Regions from separate parts of the Mus musculus genome. Here all the other regions are linked to region 1. A link is a contact called in public HiChIP or PLAC-seq and promoter capture Hi-C data. All regions are on one chromosome and are shown on one strand. Each heading gives the region's core, a stretch centred on a gene start, on an enhancer-like site or on the middle of the called end of the contact. The rest is flanking DNA. Distances are from core to core; before and after follow the strand shown. Region 1 holds the start of Gmpr (guanosine monophosphate reductase). Region 2 holds the start of Rbm24 (RNA binding motif protein 24). Region 3 has its middle 93 kb from the start of Stmnd1.

Region 1 (2,759 bases), core at 83-2,582:
AGTCCTAATTCATACCAACCCTCAGCTGGCAGCTGCAGGCACTGCAGTCGGGCCTGGGCACCGGAGCGAGTTGTTTGCTGAGGGGATTTATTTATGGTCTTGTTTGTTGAGCAAAAGGGATGGGGCGGGCAGGCAGGCTTAGCTTCCCCCAACCCCCGCCCCTGTCCTTTCAGGCTCTTCCTCCTGAACTCCCCCCAACAGAGCCAAGCCACGGTTCAGGAACAACTCCACCAGCGAGCTCCGCCTTTCTAGAAAACTATTTATCCTTCAAGGTCTGACCTCGGCCGTCTCCCGTCTCCACCTGTTCCCAGGCGCTCATCTTATCATGGTACAACTAACTTCCAAATGGCCCAAATGACCCTCACCCCAGCGCTGTCCGCTTGCATTACTCTGGGCTGGAACTGCAAGCTGTCCAGTACCGCAGAGTGCCACCAAAAAGCAGGTCCCCAGCTCAGCTCCTGCAAGACCATTTAAACTCAAGAAAAAAAAAAAGAAAGAAAGAAAGAAAGAAAAGAAAAGAGAAAAGAAAAGAAGTGCCTGCCGGGAGCGCCCGGCTTTTCCGCCCGGTTCGCAGACACAGGACCTGATGCTAAATCAGCAGAGGCAGGTCCCAGCGCCAGGAAACACTGTTCCAAATTCCAAGCTTGAATCTGCAGTTGTATTTCCCTTCCTTTCATCCTAGCCCCACTGTTTCCTCTCCTCCCCGGAGCGCCTCTCCTGAGACCATTCCTTTTAAAGTCACTGGACATTCGGTTGGTTGATCTTAGCTCCTCTGTGTCAGTGTGAACTTCCCCAAGCCCACCACCGGTAGGCAGACGCATTTATAATTCCAGGCCCGAACTAGCACCCCCTTGTCACTGGCCCTAACTAGAGACAATCCAGGTGTAAGAGAAAACCGACTGGCCTTCCCCCTTTCTCAGGTGGGGGAAAGGGTGTGACGCCCCTGCCTCGGGCACAATTAAGGCACCCTGTGCCTCCCTTTGCACCCACTTCCCCCTTGCCAACCCGAAGGCGGTATGCCAGCGGCCCCACCTCGGATCGGCTCTTGAGGCTGCTCCGCTTAGGTCGCAGCAGAACATCCTTGAAGTCGAGTTTAAGGTCCGCGTCTATGCGGGGCATGGTGCTAGCGGTGCGCGGTAGCTTCCTGCGGCGGAGGCGGTGCGAAGGCCGGCGTCAGCCGGGAGCTGCGGGGCGCGTGCGTACAGTGGCGCCCGGGTGGCTGTGCGCAGACTGGTGCTCCGCGAACCCGGTGCGCACGCCTTGTTCTTATGCCCGCGCACCCGGAGCCCCCAGCTCCGTTCCCCAACGCCAGGCGCCCCAAGGGAGCGCCCCGCCCCCGGCTTCCAGGTCCCGCCCACATCCCGGGTCTCTGAGCTGAGCCCCGCCCCGGGCCCAGTTCTCTCTGCCTAAGCGCCCCCTCCTTCTGCTTGAGTCTAGCAGTGAGCCTGGATTCTGCCATGCAGCACCCTAGAGAGCTCTGACCTGGGCTGAGCTGCGAAATGGGTGCGGATTAGACTTGCACAAAGTCTCCCATTCCCCGGGGTATACCCTGATCGTACTCATAGGGGTGACCAAAGGAGAAGGTTAGGAGACCAGAGAGTACGTTTTGTTTTGTTCCGTTTTGTTTAGGACCGGGTTTCACTATGTAGCTCTTGCTGTCTTGGAACTCACTATGTAGACCAGGCCTGCCTCAAACTCACAAGAGATCTGCCTGCCTCTGCCAAAGACATGAGCCACTAAGCCTGGCTGTAGAGTATGGCCTTCATATGTGTTCCAAAGTGAATTCCCAAACCCCCTCTAAGGAGGGAGAAGCAGAGAGCTCACTGACTTGGTCCAAAATGATAGTCAAATGCTTAGCTCCTGCTGAATGCTGGCAAGGTAGACAAAAAGATTGCTGGAGATCAGAGCTCACATGCAGGATTCTTTCGGAATACGTGAGAAAGGGCCACCTTCTTTGGCATATACCCATGATTACATATCACAGACCAAAGTCAACCTCCAGGCTCCTCTGGTAACACACATTTGTAAGAAATGTCAAGGCCCCTGTGATAGAGAGCCTTCTTGTTCTCACCTCCCCAACTCACCCTCCACTATGCTAGTTCCAAGGCTGTTCCAGCTGACCTGCTCTCCCACCTCCTCCTTGTAGAGGGTAGGAGTCTCTCATCATTTTTGCTATTCTTCTCCCCCCCCATTATTTTCTCTATCCTCCCCACAAAAAGCCTATCCACAACCAGTCTTCTTTTCCTCTCTGCTCTGGACTCCTCCAGGTGCCTCTGGCTGTTCTTTCTTTCTTATCTACAATAAAAAGTGTGGTGGTTTGAGCAGGAATGGCCCCTATGGGCTCCCATATTTGAATGCTTAGTAATCAACCTGTGAACAGTGAACCTTTTTGAAGAGATTAGAAGGATTAGGAGGTGTGGCCTTGTTGGAGGAAGTATGTCACTGGGGGGTGGGGGGTGGGCTTTGAGGCCCAGGGTCATTCCATCTGCTTGGCATGCTGTCTGGCATAATGGTAATGGACTAAGCCTCCAAAACTGTAATCGAGCTCCAAAGAAATACTTTCTTTTATAAGAGCTGCTTTGGTTGGTCCTTCACAGCCACAGAACGGTGACTAAGACAAAAACCTTCTCCAGAACTAATGAAAACTCACCATCCTGGAGCTTTCTTTACTGTGCCCTTACTTACAAAAGGCTAAAAGTTTTGGCTTCCCTAATTCCCCTCTCAGTGTGCCCACCAAGTGTTGAGACAGGCCTCCAGTG
Region 2 (2,759 bases), core at 165-2,664, 910 kb before region 1:
TGTGTGTGTGTGTGTGTGTGTGTGTGTGTGTGTGTGTTAGCTCTAGCCCTCCCTGGGCCTAAACAACACACACACACACACACACACACACACACACACACACACACACTGTTTTTTTTTTTTTTTCTTTTTTAAACAAAGCACCAGCTCACTTAACAACCAGCCTCCAACCTGGGAATCCACAGTGAGGGGCTCTGCTTCCTCCCTCCCAACTCTCCACATCTCCCATCTCTCCTTCCCAGGCTCTCGGGGCCACCGAAAGAGCATGGCCTCAGGTCCTCTCTGTACCCCACGAGGCAGCCACGGCCCTTCGTTTCTCCAAGCCCCATCGCACTTAAAGTTTCAGCTTAGCTCCGAGTGAACGGGCGTCCCGCGAGGTCCCACTGTGCCCCTTATCCTAATCTCTGCCTCCCCAGGGCCTGGGGCCACTTGCTCCCTGCTGGCCTGATCGCTTTGGCCAGGACCTCTCTTAGTTGCTCCCCACCCACCCTGAGTCCTTCTTCCACGTAACTTACAAATCCGTAGCCCCGGGACTTGCCGGTCTGCCGGTCTGTGATGACCACCGCTTCCTCGATGTCTCCGAAGACCTCAAAGTACTTGCGCAGGCTGGCGTCGGTGGTGTGGTAGGGCAGCCCTCCCACGAAGATCTTGGTGTACGTCGTGTCCTTCTGGGTGGTGTGCATCTTCGCGCCCGCCCCGCGGCTCGGGCTCCGGCTGCGGCTGCGGCTGCGCCTGGTCCTCGGGCTCCGCGTCTCCCGCAGCGCGCGGCGGCCGCCGGGGGCCGAGGGCGCGCGCGGGGGCGAGGGGGCGGCGTGGGCGCTGGGCGCGCGGCTTCCCAAGTGGCCCACTGTCCCCGACACTCGCCCAGGCGCTCTGCTCCAGTCCCCGCGTCCGGTCACTGTCCAGACCTTCCGGATCGTCCGGGTAACCAGCTCCGTAGCCGCGGACTGTGGGAGCCTTTTGCACTCACGCCGCGTGAAAGTAAAAATAAAATAAAAATATTTTTTTTCTTAAATGCAGAGAGGGTGGTGGTCTCCAAGTCCAGAAGAGGTAGATGGTTCTTTCTCAAAAAATCGAGTGGCTTAGTGGGATGGGGGTTGGCTCAGAGGCTACCGTGTCCCGGGGGCGCGGAGGTGGCAGCTGGGGGCGCGGTGCTGGGCCCGGCTCGGTCTGGGAACCGTCCCTTCTGCTTAGTAGCTGCCACACCAGTGCGGACGGAGGACCGCTCTCCAACCCTCTATTCCTTTTTCCCCAGCGGCCCTGGGGGTCGACGCCCGGCTGGGGAGGGGGCGGGCCGGACGCCTGCGATTGGCCGGGACAGCACCTGGGGCGCCCGGCGCCGCCGCCCCCCAGCTGTTGGGAACAGCTGCTTCTCTCCCCGCGCGCGGGCGCTGGGTCGCCTGGCTGGGGCTCTGGCGCTGTTGCTGGGGCAGAGTTGGAAACGGCTGGAGGCGGCCTGGCTCTGTTGTTGCCTGCTCCTACTGGTCAAAGTCGCAAAGACCCCTGGCGATTCCCGCAGGGACCCAGAGTGAGCTGATTGACGCTCCGAAGCAGACCACGCTAGCTTCTTGCTAGGCCTCGCTGGCACGACCAGTTGACTTGAGAGTCCCCCGGGGCCTGGGGTGGTTTGTACAGAGGCCAGTCCCCTCCCAAACACCTGGGACCAAGGAGATCTGTCTCTAGCGTCTGAACCGTGAGAAGAACTCTCAAGTTTTCTTAGCCCCCAAAAGCTGGTGCTGTGGGTAACCAAGAGGAAGAGCCCCAGGGATGTTATGTGGTGGGGTGAATAATAATAATAGCCCCTAGCATTTGGGAATGCTTGAGAAAAACTTTGGCTTTAATGGCTCACAGCTAGCAAAGGGTGTCTGTATTCATCTGGCCCTGCTGACTACTGCAGAGGACCATGAATTAGTACTGTACCTCCCACGATCATCAAATTTGTGCTTCCTGCCTAACTTAGTTATTCAGGAAGATGGGTACAATGTCTGTCTCAACACAAGTCGCTCCCACCTCCGCCTTTTTTTTTCCCCACTAAGCAAAGAATCTATTTCCTTCTATTTGAATTGCAGAACGGTTAGTGAATTGACCTCATTTATTTATCCGGATATAATTGTAAAAAGTATGATTTCTTTTAAAAGGGTGGGGGCTGTTACATAACGATGGATTTCTACCAGCAATTCTGGAAGCATAGATAGAATACACTAAACGTAGTATATGTTTATTAATTTAAGCCAGCTCGTTGGCAGTTCTTATGCTCAATAGGGCTTTAAATTAATGACGCTTTGAAATCAGCCCATCATATTTAAGGTTTAGATTAAAATACCCCTCCCCCTTATTTTGAGACAGGGTATTGTGTATCCCAGGCTGTCCTTGAACTTCCGGTGTATCATAAAGATTACTTTGAATTTGAACTTCTGATTCTTCTGTCTCAGAGTCCTGAATGCTGGGACTGCGGGCATGTGCCCCTTCTCTGGGTTTATGGGAAGCTTTGGGAAGGAGCACAGGGCTTCCTTCCTGCCAGGCAAGCACTCTGCCGACTGAGCTACATCCCCAGGCCCCCGATGAAAGTATTTAATGTAAGCAGAACATTTCACTCTCTGCCCTCACTGCACAAGCGGGTTTTGCTCCGAGAGGCCAGTGTAGTCCCAACACTAGTTGCCCCTGAGCTACATCTTTTATTTCCTTTTAAACAGGTCAGTGTATTAACCGATAGAGCCCCACAGACATACCCCAGTTACTTTCCAGGGCACCTTAGCTGT
Region 3 (2,759 bases), core at 99-2,598, 670 kb before region 1:
CTGGGGAGTCAGGTCTTAATGCTGTTGGCTGCTTGTGCCTTTTCTCCTTGTGTACAGTCACAGGAGGAGGCCTGGCCTTCAGCTTGCTTACTCAAGAGGGGTGACTGAGGGCTCAGCAAGACAGACAAACAGACCCACTTGTCCTTCCATCAGTGTGTGGGTCCAATGACCCCAAATGTCCTCCTAAAGTTTGTGTTGAAACCTTAAGCCCCAACCCAGGGTATTTGCCCTGGTTACTACAACCTAGTTACTTTGCACGTGTTCCCTTGGAGGGGATAATGGGATCCTGGCCCTTTCTCCTCCATCTTTCCTTCTTCCTGCCATCAGGAGGCAAACAGACCTCTTCTCTCCACGCTTCTGCCATAATGCACCCTGTAAGCTTGAACTGGAGACTCGGAAACCAAGAGCCCCAACAAACCTTTCCTTCTTTTAAAGTTGATTATCTCAGGTATTTTGTTAGAACAACAGAAAGCCGACTAATAAGATCCGTGGCCCGCCCGCCGTTGTGTGTAAGAAGGACTTAAGTCACTGACAACTTGGGAATCCCCACTCCTGTTTCTTGTTCCCACGAGGAGGGCATGAAAACAGGCAAGGTAGCCACTACCTACATCTTCAGTAACTTTCTGAAGTGGGTCTCCCTTCCCCTCCATCTTACCTTCTAAAGCTAAAGCAGTATCCTACCTTCCGTCAAGAGCTCACAGGAGAAAACCTGAGGCAAATCCAGAGAACTGAGGTGGACATCAGACACAGAAGCACAGTGAGGACTATTTACAGACTGACAGGCCCCACCGGGAGGGAAGTGTAAACAGAGCTATTTGTTCAGCAAAGGAATTGTCTTTCCGCATTTCTATTTTCATTCGTCAATGCTCGAAAGAGCATCTTGTCAGTCCTGGTTTTCCTATCCTCCCACAAATTTGTGTTCTACAATGCCTCTGTTTCTCCAACCATTGATTTCCCTTTATAATCTGTCTCGGCTCTCTCTCCCTCTGCTGGGATATTTATGACCGAGTAGCTTGTATGCTGCTGGCCATGCATCAATTTACCTTTGAACACATTCTATTTCCTCCGCAGCTCTCTCCTCAATAGCTTTATCCTGCTTCACTTCCCCGGCATTTGCTCCATTCTTCCAAAATTAGCTCCACTAAAATGTAATGTCTCTAGTTTCCCCCTTCTGCTGTGGCTTCAATTCTCCCTGGTATAAACATAACTATTATTAGCCAATCTTTTTGCTGTGGCTAAGTCTGTGGCTAGACGCCACTACTTCCTCTAGCTATGCCCTTGGTCCGAAACCCTGGCAAATAATAGCAGATCTTGCTTGCCTTGTGCTAACGGATGGCATGAATAGCTGGCCTGTTTGATGGACGGTGGCTATTGTATAAGTTTTAACTGCTTGCGGAATGTCCTGGTTTGTCACAGAGCACAGGGCGTCCAGCTAACTCCTCCTTTTCCTGGCACTCTCAGCTCTGCTAAAGCTGCTATGACAGCACATCTTGCAGTTAAAACACAAATTCCCTTTGGGCCAGTAAAAATGAAGGCACGGAGGAAGTTCATGGGCTGGTGTTTATTTTGAGTCTTTTTTAATGTGCTACGTTTTGTGATGACTACGCATTCACGTGGACCCTGCACACGCCTCCTTTCAGCCCTTTCAGGATGCTCGCCTTGCAGATGCTCATGCTGTTCTCTGTCTCCACTGTCCTCAGGATGTTTTTGTATAGCATTGAATTGAGAGCATAATTTGATGGACAGGATGGAAAGACTGATGAAAAAAAATGTGTTGCTGTTTCTGCTTCCAACCTTCTGGAAGAGTGGAAAAACACTCACCTTCCTCAACATTCACTGTGCTACAGCTGCCAAATTACCTAAGAGGACCTAAGAGCCAGTTGGCTTCTAATGTGACAGCAAGCTTTTTTTTTTTTTTAAAGAAATTATGCATTGCACTGTCTGTTTCTGTCTAGAGCAAGTTCCGTGTAATAAGAATGGTAATTTACTTCTTCTTAGCCCCTATTCATTCAAGAACCTTGAAGTGCTTCCGACTTCTATCCCTTCTGTGGAAACACACAGCCAGGCAAGGATGGATCAGGTTAGAACATTTGTGTGGCCAGTTCTTGGTAGCCTGAGTCTCAACCAACAGGAAGGCTGGCCTTCTCTTGGCCAGAGCCTTCATCTTTTCCCACCACCTTCCCTCTGCACACTTGTTACCTCTGCCAAGCCACAGCTTTCCTGGTGAACTTTGAGGAGCTGCCTCATCCTCTCCAATGTACTCCCCAACTCTCCATGTTTCCCCCACCTGGCCCAGACTCTAAGAAAGACCTTGTTGGAATCCTTTGAAGTCTCCAAGGCATCAGAAGCCCCGCTGTTTCCCTGTTTCTATCCTGCCCTCACTGGTATGGATTTGAGTATGGGTAGTCAGGCAAGCGTGAAGATAAGAAGAAAGACAACAGCTATCCTATGGACCTTTCTTTTCTTATACATCAGTTCTGTAGCCCCACCTAATATTTATAGCTCTTAATAAGAACAATAGACAGGACAAACTGAGAAATACATTGATTCGTTCCTTCCCGCAGGTTTCCATTTGTGTGCAGGGCACAAATGTACACTCTGTACTGTTGGAGACACGTTGCCTGCCCTTGTAGAACTCATTTATGCCTAGCAGGAAGATGGGGCTGAAGTAACCTATCCAGGACCTTGTAGACAAAAGTACCAAGTGCTGTGTAAAGAGAGACCAACAGATGCGCTTGGAAGACTTGAGAGATGTTATG

The links. Promoter capture Hi-C pulls out the DNA fragments that hold promoters and counts their contacts. HiChIP or PLAC-seq counts read pairs in DNA pulled down with a chosen protein or histone mark.
Region 2: a promoter capture Hi-C map of second pharyngeal arch cranial neural crest shows a contact between it and region 1. The contact joins the promoter of Rbm24 here to the promoter of Gmpr in region 1. A contact is called at or near these places in 3 of 39 promoter capture datasets (cranial neural crest, liver and second pharyngeal arch cranial neural crest), 1 of 484 Hi-C or Micro-C datasets (embryonic stem cells) and 1 of 115 datasets of contacts at active chromatin or transcription factors (forebrain).
Region 3: a contact with region 1 is called in an H3K4me3 HiChIP or PLAC-seq map of bone marrow-derived macrophages, with 4 times the contacts expected there. The contact joins the enhancer-like site here to the promoter of Gmpr in region 1. A contact is called at or near these places in 3 of 39 promoter capture datasets (the 3T3-L1 cell line, hippocampal neurons and liver), 2 of 115 datasets of contacts at active chromatin or transcription factors (bone marrow-derived macrophages and embryonic basal ganglia) and 2 of 9 other capture datasets (adipose tissue and liver).

What each region holds. Positions count from the first base shown.
Region 1 is chr13:45,506,017-45,508,775 of GRCm38.p6, reverse strand. It overlaps Gmpr (guanosine monophosphate reductase), which reads right to left and starts at 1,332. Exons shown (of 9, transcript NM_025508.5): 1 at 1,033-1,332. The coding sequence starts at 1,119.
Region 2 is chr13:46,416,955-46,419,713 of GRCm38.p6, reverse strand. Rbm24 (RNA binding motif protein 24) reads right to left here and starts at 1,414. Exons shown (of 4, transcript NM_001081425.1): 1 at 516-1,414. The coding sequence starts at 683.
Region 3 is chr13:46,179,575-46,182,333 of GRCm38.p6, reverse strand. No RefSeq gene overlaps it. Among named protein-coding and RNA genes, the nearest start is that of Stmnd1, 93 kb to the left of the region's middle. Within about 2 kb of position 1,348, at least 78 of the 459 cell types and tissues checked have an H3K27ac peak or open chromatin away from gene starts, as enhancers often do. A contact at or near this core is called in adipose tissue, bone marrow-derived macrophages and hippocampal neurons, where this site is marked.